Regions from separate parts of the Mus musculus genome. Here region 2 is linked to region 1. The links are chromatin contacts, called in public Micro-C maps. All regions are on one chromosome and are shown on one strand. Each heading gives the region's core, a stretch centred on a gene start, on an enhancer-like site or on the middle of the called end of the contact. The rest is flanking DNA. Distances are from core to core; before and after follow the strand shown.

Region 1 (6,568 bases), core at 1,651-4,150:
TGGAGAATGGCGTCACATTAGTGTTGTCAGAATTTTCTCCTGAGTCATAGCAGATAATGTACTGTAGGTAAGGACCTTAAACTCATACTAGTAGATCCTCCATGAATAGAAGCTATATGTCACAGAAGACAGGGCCAGCCTCCTAGGGCATAGAGAAGACTAATCAAAGGTATTTTGCTTGGTGATGCTTGGTGTCATCCTTTGAAGCAGAGCTTATTCATGGAAGCCACCTGGGGAGATTTGAAAGAACGACAGCATGAGTTCTCCAGAAATTCTGCTTCATAAGCCTGTGCTGGTGTCTGGATAATGGTCACTTTCACAATCTTCCCAGGGGATTCTATCTAATATGCTAATACAATTGAGAATCAGCCTTAGGTATCAACCTTGCCACCCTGACCTTGGAAGCTAAGCAAGGTTAGTCCTGCTTTAGTACTTGGATGGGAGGTAGCTCAGTTTCTCTATATTATAGATGAAAACAATTTTCTCTCTCTCTCTCCTCTCCTCGCCCCCCCCCCCCGTCTGTGTGTGTGCCACCGTGTAGAGGTCAAAGGTCATTTCCTTCCAGTATGTGGGTCCCAGGATCGAACTCAGATTGTCCCATGGCAAGTGCCTTTTACCTGCTGAGATATTGCACCGGTCTAAATGATTTTCCTATGTGCCCAAACTAGATCCAATGGCAGGGTGTGGCAGCAAAACTCATAATCAGAGCACTTGGGAGGGAAGACTGGGGTTCAAGGCTATCCTGGAACACGCAGCCAGACCTCATTACAAAAAAGAGAAAACCTAATGGCTGGGAGGCAGCAAAGTGGGTAAAAGTGCTTGCAGGCATGCATGAGGGCCTGAGTTTGAATCCCCAGAATCCATCCGAAAGCCAATCATGGTAAGAGGAACACCTGTAACCCACGTGCTCCTTAGAGAAAGACTCGCCAGAAGCTCGAGCGCCAGCTAGCCTGGCTTAGCCAACAGAAACCCAACGACATCCTGTCTCAAGCAAGGAGGAAAGCAGACACCGATGCTCAAGGCTGTTCTCTGACTTCGACATGAATGCTGTGGTATGCATAAGCCTACATATTCATTCATTCATCCATTCATCCATTCACTCATTCATACATTCTTTTACATACACAATCTTAGTGCTCATTCTTTTACTTTTTTTTTTTTAATAAATCATTTCTTTTTAACTGCGTACTTCATTCAGATCACAGCCTCTTTTGGCTGCTTCCTCTGACAACAGTTTGGTTCCCATTTCTCCGGAATGCTACAACTGACTGTACTGAGTGAACCAGAGCCCCCAAACCAGGCCTTTTGAAACAGTAAATCAACAAACCAAAGTCCAGCCTCTCCTTTCCCTTAGGAAGGGACTGGTAGTCAAATGATCGGAATTCTACCTTCCAACTGCAGACACCCAAGAGCGTGGATGCACTGCAAACACGCAAACAAAACACAGCACAGCAGCCCCCACCCATATATTCCAGTGCCACTATCTGATCTCTGGCCTCTTCCAGTAGGAACGGCCTCACTCTAGCAATCTTAAGGAAGACGTTTTGGCCTCTACTTAATTTCCCAAAGAGACATAAAACCTACTAAAAGGGATACAATGGGTCAGCATAAATCGGCTTACTTACGAGAGACTTTTCTGAGTAACGGCTCTTGACTGTTGAGAAACTTCACATAATTTCAAAGTGGCAGAATCCAGGGCACTCAGAGAGGACAGTTCAGCAGTGGCCTAGTGTTGAGGGTAAGTTTCTGTATAATGTAGGTGCACACACACACCCCTCTTTTCTTCAGGGTCAGGCAAGCCGCCAAGACCTCGATCATCAAAGTAAGTTATTTTCTATATTACAGTGCATAAAACAAGAGAGGAAAGGATACTTTCATTGAGAGAGAGAGCAAGCGATCGAAAGGCAGGCGTTCATAGTGCAGAAAGTTCTGTGGCTAAGTAAATGGGCAGCAGCTGGGGCTTGTGGCCTTCAGGCGCTGAAGTACTGCAATTTGCCTCCAGAGGAGGCCTCAGCGGCGTCTGCTTCCTCCTTGGGTTTGGCTGGCTCCGCTGGCTCAGCTGGCTCCGCTGGCTCCTCTTCATCCTCCTCACCGAAATAGTTAGCCTCATAGAAAGCATCCTCATCCTCTTCGTCCTCTTCATCCTCTCCCTCCTCCTGGTAGTCAGCCTCGTAGTAGATTTCATCATCTTCGTCCTTATAATAGTTGTCTTCGTACTGGTAGTAGTCTTCATCGTCATAGTAGTCGTTATTGTTGTAATAGTTGTTCTCGTGATAGTAATCCTCCTCCTCCTCCTCCTCCTCCTCCTCATACTCCTCTACTTCGTAGTAATAGTCATCTTCATCTTCCTCCTCCTCCTCCTCCTCCTCTACCTCGGCATTCTCAAGCCCCTCGTAGTAGTAGTCATCGACATCATCGTCCTCTTCCTCCTCCTCCTCCTCCTCATCCTGCAGGGCCTCCTGGTAGATGTCCGAGTTGTCGTCCTCGCTCTCGCTCTCATTCTCTTCTTGAGGATAGATGTCTGGGTATTTCTGCATGCACTCCTTCAAGGCCTGGTACTCACTTGCACAATCGGACCCCTTGACTTCTTCGGTGCTGTGGTGGAAGCAGGAAAAGGCAGACTTGAAGTGTTCTCCACAGGGGCCGCTGGCCATTCCTCCAAGGCACGGGCAATTCCAGTTAATGCTGCCACTTGGCAGTATCAGTCCATACTCTGCATGGGGATCATTGGGCTCGTCAACCACCAGCTCGGCATTGCTGGGACTTTCGTGGTCTTCTTTGGTCACGAATACAACTTTATCTTTCTCTTCCTGCGGGCTGTAGGCCATGGTAGCTCCGGGTACTGCTTCGCAGTGCTGGTGCTCCCAACTAACAGCTTGCAGCTCTGAGCTCGAAATGCTGGAAGGCGTGGCGGTAGCTGATACACCTTCAGGCTGTGACCTCCCTCGCCCCTCCTCAGGCCTGGAGGGGCGGTTCTAAGGCCGGCACAGATCCGCCCCTTCAGGCCTGCTTGCTGCTGGCCTTCAGTATTTTTCAAAGGAAAACCTAACCTCCTGTTCTTTGGATGAGTACCCCTCAAAGGTCTACATGGAAAAGCTAGGTCCCCAGGGTGGTGCTACTTGCTGGGCAGTCCCTGTGGGGCTTTAAGCATCCCTTGTAGAAATTAGTGGACATCCTTAGGTAATTGAGGGTATACCTGTGAGGGGAATAAAGAGTCTAAAATCTCTCAGGCCCTTTGCATCCTGGATGATAATGTGTCTGATACTGCCTTCTATTCGTAGACTTGAATCTCCAGAACCATGAGCCAAAACAAAGCTCTCTTTACTTCCTAAGTACCCTGGATCAGGCATTTGGTTACAAAGCTCCACTTTTTTGAGGAAAAGTCTCACCCACTTTTCCTTCCTTACCTCTGCATCAGCTAATTGCAAACTTGGCTGAACATAGGGATCATCTGATGGCTTGCTAAAGTTAACATTCCCAAGTTCTCACCTGAACATTATTATTATTGAGTAGGCTGGCGTAGGTTCTTAGACTCTGTGATTTTTAAGATTCTCTTCCATAAATATAATCTGAACAATTTTCTAACTCTGAAATAAGGTGATTGTTGGTATGTTGTAAATTAAGGGAAATATGAATTATTTAATGTCAGTACAAAGGAAAATTAATATTTCCTTTTAATGATTTTTCTCCTGAGGGACAGACAACAATAAAAGATGGCAACCCTGCTTTATCAAAACACAGGCCTGAATTATTTTTATTTATTTATTTACTTTTTATTAGACATTTTCTTTATTTATTTACATTTCAAATGTTATCCCCTTTCCTGGTTTCCCCTCCGAAAATCCCCTATCCCTTCTGCTCTCCCCCTGCTCAACAATCCACCCACTTCTGCTTCCTGGTCCTGGCATTCCCTTATATTGGGGCATAGAGCCCTTCACAGGACCAAGGGCCTCTCCTCCCACTGATGACAGACTAGGCCATCCTCTGCTACATATGCAGATAGAGCCACGAGTCCCACCATGTGTTTTCTTTGGTTGGTGGTTTATTCCCTGGGAGCTCTGGGGGTTATTGGTTAGTTCATATTGTTGTTCCTTCTATGGGGCTGCTAACCCTATCAGCTCCTTGGGTAACAGGCCTGAATTATAACCCTGCATTTCTTATTTTGTTTGGTTATTGTTTTAAAATTAAACAGGTGGTCCTTAATGCTCCCTGGTCAGGGACACACCTTTTTATTTGTTAATTTTGCAAGTTGAATTCAGTTATAGCTTCCAGAATAGAAAATGAGTTGGCCACTGCCGGCACCCATCACAATGATGTTCAGTCATTCGGTCATTCTGTTGTTTAGTGGCTGGTAGTTTCCAGTGGGGGGTGGGGTGGGGTGGGGAATCACTGAATGCTCAGATGACCCAGGTGAAGCGCAGCTCAAACAATCGCTTATCTCAAACCCCCGGATTGAGCCCATGACTCACAGGGCCATGCTTTTAAAAGCTCCTCTCCAAGGCAGCTCAGAGGTGGGCTTGAAAAAGCTTTGGAAGGAATCCCTCGGGCCTAAGATCTGCTTGCTATTCAGCTGTGCTAAAGTCCTTGTGACTCACCTCCACAGCTGCACGGAGGGGGGGATGATGGAATTCACCTTACCTAGCTACGGAGGGTGTTCCCTACCCTTTAAGAACAATTATCAAGGTAGGATCTTGAGTTGGTTGACAGCCAAAGGGGTGGGTGGTCACTAAAGGTGTTCCATCTTGAAACAGCAGGGTGGCTGTGGTGGAGTTAGGAGTCTTTTGTGCCATAAAACTTGGGTTTTCTTCCACAGTAGTGAAATTGGAAGTACCCAGGCAACTCACCAGGTTAGAAACACAGAGGATCACTATTATTTAGTATCTGTGCAATAAACAAAACTAAAGCAGCCAGTCATTTGACAGATGTGTCCAGGACTGAAGAGACAACTTTTGTTTTTGGCCAGGCAGATGCCTGTAATATAAAAATTTAGGAACTAGGGTTAGGAGTTCAAGGACAGCCTTGGTTATGTAGCAAGCTCAAAAGTTCAAGAGTATCCTAGGGTATGTGAGACCATGTATTAAAACAGCAATATCAAATAGGCTAGTGAGATGGCTCAGTGGGTAACAACCCTTGTTGCAAAAACCGGCTATCTGTGCCCTCCTCTGTTGTGCTCTGTCTTATTCTTTTAAAACAGGGTCTTTTGCTAAACCCGGAGCTCATGGTTCTTTGGCTAAGCTGGTGGCCTGCAAACTCCAGAAAGCCTTCTGTCTTACTCCCACCCTTTAGCATCCACCTAGGGTTCCAGGTGCACATGGTCGCACCTGATGTCTTGTGTGGATGCTTATGATCTGAACTCTCCTTAGCCTTGTGTACTGCCCACTGAGCCATCCACCCAGCCCAGCTTTAGTGGGGTTTTTTCTTTCCTTTTCTTCCTTCCTTCCTTCCTTCCTTCCTTCCTTCCTTCCTTCCTTCCTTTCTTTCTTTCTTTCTTTCTTTCTTTCTTTCTTTCTTTCTTTCTTTCTTTCCTTCTTTCTTTCTTTCTTTCTTTCTTCCTTTCCTTTTAGAAAAATTACAGATAATGTCTTCTTAAAGTATTATTTTTGAGATAGCATAAAAAGCAATGAGTTTCACAGTGGGATTTTCATACATACATTTATTGCCCTGACTGGCCTGGAGCCAGCGCTGTAGATCAGACTGCCCTCAACTTACAGGGATCAGTCCGCTTCTGCCTCCTGAGTGCTGGGATTAAAGGCCCCCGGGCCACCGTGCTTAACTAACTCTTCAGGTGTTTTAAATGTTAGCTCCCTGTCTGAGAGATAGCTGGCAAGGATTCGGGGGGCATTTGAAGTTGTCTGTTCACTGTGGCGATAGTTTCCTTTGCTGCTCCGAAGCCCCTGTGTTGTATCAACCCTTGAAGTTATTTGCTGTGCTACTGGGGTTCTTCTGACAGAGTTCTTGCCTATTGGTGTATCTTGAAGTGTTTTCTGTATGTTCCCCCTCCAGCAGTTTCAGTTTTGATATTAAGATCTTTGTATGATGATTTAAAAAAAAAAAACAATACAGGGCTGGTGAGATGGCTCAGCAGGTAAGAGCACCCGACTGCTCTTCTGAAGGTCCTGAGTTCAAATCCCAGCAACCACATGGTGGCTCACAACCATCCCTAATGAGATCTGACTCCCTCTTCTGATGTGTCTGAAGACAGCTACAGTGTACTTACATATAATAAATAAATAAATCTTAAAAAAAACAATACAAAAGGCCTTGGAAAGATCAGTGTAGCTAGAACTTGCAGGGAGGAGACCGGAGACGGCAAACAGCCTCAAGATTGAAACTCTATAGAGATCTGCAGAAAGTGTTAACATCTGCAGCCCTGTGCTCATCTGTGTGTGGGTCAAGAAGGCAGGGAAACAGTCTCTGAAGGGATCAGGTGGGGCCGTTCTTGGGGATCACACAGGGAAGAGTTCATCTCCCCCTTAGTCTGGATGGGCAAGCAGTGTAATAGCCAAGCGTTTGATAGACTATGCAGAAGGGGCTTCGCTCGATAGTGCCTTAAGGCTGTTCTTAGCTG
Region 2 (6,568 bases), core at 1,676-4,175, 52 kb before region 1:
TTAACTCCTGAGCCATTTCTCCTGCCCTTGTTATTTATTTATTTATTTATTTATTTATTTATTAATTAAAATGTGGGTTCTGAGGACCTATGGACTGACCTGCCTTTCTCAGTAGCTTGCAGTATAGTTTTCAAAGTGCAATCCTATAAGCTAACTTACCTGTAATTTCTAGAAAAATCAAGTGATTCATATCCTTTTAAGGGAGTATGTTTCAGAGACAATTCCAAAACAAATGTGTGAGAGACTATGATGGTGCCTAGATGGGCTCCAGCTTCTGGCCTTGTCTGTCTGTCATCCATCATTCCAAATGTCTGTGCCATCCTCCCTGCACCTCCAATGTTTCAAATTCGACCTTGACTCACAGTATTCCATCCACTGCCCCCACCCCACCCCCAATGCTGTTTGACCAGTGGCCTCCCTTTGGTGGCCTTCACCTAGACTTTCAGGACTCACTCAGTCTGCAGATGGCACTCCCGGAAAGCTAGTGAGAGTCACCTGTTGGGAGTGCCAAGAGAGTCTGACTGATTCTAGGAAGGGCAAAGAAAGGCGCTCTGGAAGTCCAGCCAGCAAATGGAAGCCACAGCTCCTCTCTTTGGACCCTGGGAGCGAAGACAAGAAAACAAAGTCACTGCAGAGAACTAAAGTGCTTGGGACTGGAGCAGTTCCCCAGTAGTCAGCATTAGTCAGGGTAAACGTTAGAGTGGAATAATGTGGAATTCAATAGAAATGTACATTCCATCCACCGGGAGCCAGATGGCTTCATCACAGCTGATGTTATTACAATGGATACAAAAGGAATTAATGATTCACCAGTTCATTCCTTTCCTCCCTTCCCCCCACACCTTTTCTTCAGCTTTAACAAACTGGTCTGGAGCCAACTGTGACATCAGTTTAGTAATGACTTTAAGCACCATTTCTGCTGCTATCATGGCAATTTAAATTGTCACTTTCTATTAAAAGGTCTACCTCAGAGTGGTTTTAAGTGAAAGCGTTCTACACTGACAGTGCAATTAAACAAGAAAAAAAATTCTTTTCTTAGGATGTCATTGCAAACACACTTTAAATAAGGGTTCAGCAGTGCCTTGCTAATTTAAACTACAGTATTGCTTTCTATTAAAGAATAGAAACCGAGTTGAGATTTCTCCCCATCTTCCTACTATGTGACACTTTGAATTGGCATCATGTCCCAGTCAAAGTCCTGACGTACCTATGGGTACCTGAGGCAGGCATTACACAGAAATGGTTTTCCCCATGTGAAGGGGACAGGCGTCACCTTGGCCAGGCATTTGCTTTTAGAGTTGCCCTTTTCTGATCCAGCACACTCTCTCCCACACACTCCTACTGGTTAATCAGGGTGAGGAGTTTCAGTTGCAAGGCAGACTGCTTTACTAAGGTGATAACGCTCAGTTTTTTTTTTAAAGGACAATTAGAAAGCGTAGTGCAGACAATAATTCTGAGCAGAGGTGTGTGAGTCTGTCTTCTCCCTCTCTCCCCTAAGTTTTGATCTTCAGGCGGTTTGTCCATTTCCCCAACCTCTTCTTCAACTGAGCCAAGGAAAGTCACTTCAGACACTTTAGTCTTTGCATTTAAACACATAAATGGAAACAGAGCCCAAATGTTGAACGAGCCAGTACAAAATAACACGTTTTGCCCACCTCATTTGTCTTCTGGACTCCTGTAGCCCCAATAGTCCATAATTCCTAGGCATTTGGCTTAGATAGATTCCAGCTATCAGAGAGAATAACACAATTACATTCTTAGACGTTGGTGCCTTAAATTAGAAGTTGAGGAATATTTGAACAGCAGGAATGGCGGGCATTTTATTTTAATGGTCTTGAAGTGTTTCCAGTCTTTCTGACAGAACTTTATGTCATGAGCAATAGCCCTGCTCTCAAGCACATTAGGCCAGAAGTAAACGAGGCATAACACTTAAGTTGCTTCTGTACGCTCTCAATTGGTATCGTTATTGCTCTGAAGGACACCGAGATAGCATCTTGAGAAAAGTGTCCCGATGATGGGTGTCGAGATGCAATTTTTTATGTCTACACAATTACATTTCTCACTCCGCCATATTCCACACTTGACTGCCAGGAGAAAAAAAAAGATGATCGATGTAAACCCAGTCCTCACGAGAATAATACATAAGCTGCTGGAATCGAAACTCATTTCATTTTACAAATTAGGCAAACTTTCTTGCAGTTCCATTCTCATTTTCTTCTTTTCTGTTAACATAACAGGCATTTGTATTTAACCCGAGGGCAGGTGGAAACAGAAAAAAAAATGGCCTGTTGATTTGGGGACTGATGGGGGTCAGGAAAGGGTCACCTCAAAAAGAAGTATTGCCTCTTGAAATGTAGAGGTGGAGGGGAGAAGAGAGGCCACAGAAACTTTCTTTGCAATGAATAACATGGAAAATGGAGAAATCAATAAAAGTGTGGAGCGGGACATATGAAAAAGTATGTACAAGGGACCAAGCAAGTACAGCGTCTGCCTTTGCTTTTGTTAGTTGGCTCCAAATGACAGGAATCTCTTCTGTTGCATTGGATTGTGTGTGTGTGGGGGGTGTTTCAGGGCTGGAAACTTTGGAAGAGTCCTTGCTCGACCTTCTTTAACTTCCTGGTTGCCATCAGCACGTCTCTCTTTAGCTTGTGGCTGCAGCCCTCCAACTGTGGCTTCTGTGTGTACACAGCCTCTTTTTTGTGGTGTGGTGTGGTGTGGTGTGGTGTGGTGTGGTGTGGTGTGTGTGTGTGTATGTGTGTGTGTGCATGTGAGCACATGAGTGCGTGTATGCCCCCTCTCCTCTTTTTCATTTTTTCCAGTGCTGGGGACCTTTTGCATGTTAGACAAGCACTCTACTAGTGAACTGCATTCCCAGCCCCAGGCTATAGGATTGTTCCTTCCCTTTCCTTCCCTTCCTCCTCCTCCCCCTTTCTCCTTCCTCCTCGCCCCTTCCTCATTCTTTTCTCCCTTCCTCCCTCCCCCTTTGTCCCATGCCACTATACACTTAGAGTGTAGTTTTGTTCAGAGGGCTGCACCTCTGAAGATTTGCTAAGTAAGAGCCATTTCTAAACGACTCTTCTATACTTCCTGACATATAGCAATGCTACTGTGGAACCCAGAGCTTCTTGGCTGACCAAGAATGTGTTCTAATGACTAAGATGTATTCTAAAGTTCCCTTTCCCAAGGACGAGGAAACTGAACAGCAAGCTGGTAAAGTGAAAATTGACGTTTTAAGGCAAGATGCATGTTTGGAGAAATTTTTTGAAAGTAATTTCTTTGGAAATAATTTAGTAAAAGTTTCATTTTTACGTTTTGGCATTAAACCTGTTTTCTTTTGTTAAGCTTAGAATCTTAATGGAGTCAATCAAAATATATTACATTTATTGAATTTATCAAAGAAAGTACTATTATGTATTAGAATATTTAAACAGCCAACTTTAGGCTGGGGTGAAGGTGTATGCCTATAATTCCAGCACTAAGGAGGATAAGACAGGAGGATGCTTAGCTTGCAGCCACTCTGTGCTAAACAGTGAGATAGTCTCAACACAACATAACACAACACAACACAATGAAATGCAACACAGAGCATCACAGCACAACACAAAATGAATGAACAAAAAAGCCAGACAGATGGTTTCTGTTTGGGAGTGTTCTAAATCCAAGTAATTGTTTTTCCATTTAAAAAAAATTGTGGTTAAATTTATTGCTTAGTCATTTACATGTTCAGCGTCTTTAAATACATCCACATTGCTGTGTACCATTACCACCACCCATCTCCTGGACACTTCATCTTGTGAAAATGTCACTTTGTACTTTAAATAGCTGCCCATTCCATCAGCCCTGGAAGATAGCTCTCTCGTTTCTTTTTTAAAAAGTTACACTTCCCAATCTGTAGGATGTTGTTTTGTCTTATTGACTATGTCCTTTGCCTTACAGAAGCTTTCCAGTTTCATGAGCTCCCATGTACCAAGGCCTGACACTATTACTCAGGCTATGGAGCTCTCACATAAAGAAACTATCATGACTGCCCTCCAAAAGACCCAACAAGCCGCTGAAAGAGTCAGATGCAGATATTTGTGTAATATCCAAAATGAACTCAAGACCACCCAGTACCTTCCCCCTTCGAAAAGGACTTTCCAAACTGTACTAGCAGGCCAAGTGCAGAGCCAGATAAGGAAGCTGCCTGACTAAACAAATGTAAAAACATAGTTTTAGCGGTCAAAATGATTAAGCCTGAAACTACCAAAACAATATTAGCTGTTCTCAGAGAAATAACCATAACAAGATTAGCAATTCTCCTCCCCCCCCACACACTGAATTCTGACAAAGACCACAAACCACCCTGACCTTGTGAGAATTCCCCTGGCGTTAATAGCTGTGACATTAATGTACTATTACTTTGCTGACCAAATCATAATAACCCACCATGGGGTCAAGCAAAGTGAGTCACTAGGCCAAAGGTTTACTTAGTCACTATACAAACCAACCAATGCCTGAAAGGGTTACTTGCTACACCAATGAGAACCCTGTTGCTCAAATCTGCCCCTTACAAAGGTATAAAAAGTGTGTTCTTTCTTTGTTCTGGGTCTCTCCTCTGGCCTGCGTGCTGAGAGGGGAGTCCCCAACATGTTGGATCAAATAAAATCCTCATGCATTTTGCAGCAATGGTGGCGGTCTCTGTGGTCCTTGTGACGAACTACAACAATTTCCACCCAACCAATGGACAGAAGCAGCTGACCCCTGTTGTTGAATTAGGGAAGGCTGGAAGAAGCTGAGGAAAAGGGCAACCCTGCATGAGGACCAGCAGTCTTAATTAGTCTGGGCCCCCAAGATCTCTCAGATACTGGACCACCAAACAGACAGCACACACTAGCTGATATGAGGCCCCTAACACATATACAGTAGAGGACTTCCAGGTCTGTGGTCATTCAGAGATGATGCACCTAACCCTCAAGAGACTAGAGGCCCCAGGGAGGTTAGAGGTCAGGTGGGGTGGGGGGTGGGGACATCCATGTGGAGACTGGGTGAGGTGGGGAGGAGGTGTGGGATGTGGACTGGGAGGGGGATAAAATCTGGAGTGTAATAAAAGATTAAATAAAAAAAATAGAAAAAGAATAAAACAATGAAATTAGCCAAAATAAAAAGTTATACTTATTTATTCATATGTACATATGGATGCAGGTGCCACAGTCCATGTGTGAAGGTCCAAGTACAACTTGGAGGAGTCAGACCTCTTCTTCTATTATGTGATGTGGGGCTATAAGATTGAGTCTTAGCTTACCAGGGATACACCCCCCCCCCCCCCCGCCTCCCAGTGAACATCGAGAAGCCCGGGATCTATGCAAAAGCAAGAGGAATTTATTGTTCCAGTGTGCTGGGGTTGCCATCCTGCACCCGAAGGAGAGGTGGGGATCCCAGGCAGCCCGTTCAGCCAGTTTTTTTTTCCCAGCTAAGAATTACTTTTTTTTTTTTAATTTTAAGGCATTTTTATTAGATATGTTCTTCATTTACATTTCAAATGCTATCCCCAAAGCCCCCTATACCCTCCCCCCGCCCCACTCCCCAACTCACTCACTCCCGCTTCCTGGCCCTGGCATTCCCCTGTACTGGGACATATGGTCTTCGAAAGACCAAGGGCCTTTCCTCCCATTGCTGGCCGACTAGGCCATCCTCTGCTATGCTATATATGCAACTAGAGACACAGCTCTGGGGGGTATTGGTTAGTTCATATTGTTGTTCCTCCTATAGGATTGCAGACTCCTTAGCTCCTTGGGTACTTTTTCTAGCTCCTTCATTAGGGTACCTGTGTTCCATCCAATAGATGACTGTGAGCATCCACTTCTCTATTTGCTAGGCACTGGCATAGCCTCACCAGAGAGAGCTATGTCAGGGTCCTGTCAGACACATGATATGCACTCACTGATAAGCGGATATTAGCCCAGAAACTTAGAATATCCAAGATACAATTTGCAAAACACATGAAACTCAAGAAGGAAGACCAAACTGTGGATACTTCGCTCCTTCTTAGAATGGGGAACAACATACCCATGGAAGGAGTTACAGAGACAAAGTTTGGAGCTGAGACGGAAGGAAAGACCATCCAGAGACTGTCCCACCCAGGGATCCATCCCATAAACAACCACAAAACCCAGACACTATTGCATATGTCAGCACAATTTTGTACAGCTTTCAGAGGTAGAATAGAGCAACAGCCACTAGGCACAATGTGATTGGCAGTACAGTGTGACTTTTAAACTGATTGGTCCTTAGGGAATGAGGTAGCAAGGACCCTGAGGAATGTGTCTGCTTGCTCTGGGCTTCCCTCATCTGCAGCCCCACCGGCAGGTTGGTACCCCCTGTAGTCTGAGGAATGTAGTCAGCCTCTCCCTTCCAGAGGGGAGGGTGCCTGTGTACTCTATGACCTTTCTTTTCCAGGAGGGGAGGGGTCTGGTGGAATTTTCCAAAGGTTCTGAGCTGACCTCCTCATTACCTAGGGGTTGAACTCATGTTGTAAAGCTCAGCAACAAACACCTTTTCCTGCTGAGCCATCTCAGGCTTTGTCCTTCTA

Evidence for each region. Hi-C and Micro-C count contacts between places; a contact is called where the count stands out from the background.
Region 2: a contact with region 1 is called in a Micro-C map of granulosa cells, with 2.1 times the contacts expected there. The contact joins the enhancer-like site here to the promoter of AU015836 in region 1. A contact is called at or near these places in 21 of 39 promoter capture datasets (the 3T3-L1 cell line, 3T3-L1-derived adipocytes, the C10 cell line and 13 more), 4 of 15 datasets of contacts at CTCF or cohesin (the G1E-ER4 cell line, the NIH/3T3 cell line, pro-B cells and 1 more), 136 of 484 Hi-C or Micro-C datasets (the 3T3-L1 cell line, 3T3-L1-derived adipocytes, 8-cell embryo and 65 more), 13 of 115 datasets of contacts at active chromatin or transcription factors (astrocytes, bone marrow-derived dendritic cells, embryonic fibroblasts and 3 more) and 4 of 9 other capture datasets (adipose tissue, embryonic stem cells, liver and 1 more).

What each region holds. Positions count from the first base shown.
Region 1 is chrX:93,964,988-93,971,555 of GRCm38.p6, reverse strand. It overlaps AU015836 (expressed sequence AU015836), which reads right to left and starts at 2,900. Exons shown (of 3, transcript NR_028320.1): 1 at 1,626-2,900.
Region 2 is chrX:94,016,893-94,023,460 of GRCm38.p6, reverse strand. No RefSeq gene overlaps it. Among named protein-coding and RNA genes, the nearest start is that of AU015836, 52 kb to the right of the region's middle. Within about 2 kb of position 2,925, at least 4 of the 459 cell types and tissues checked have an H3K27ac peak or open chromatin away from gene starts, as enhancers often do. A contact at or near this core is called in the G1E-ER4 cell line, extraembryonic ectoderm, granulosa cells and 1 more, where this site is marked.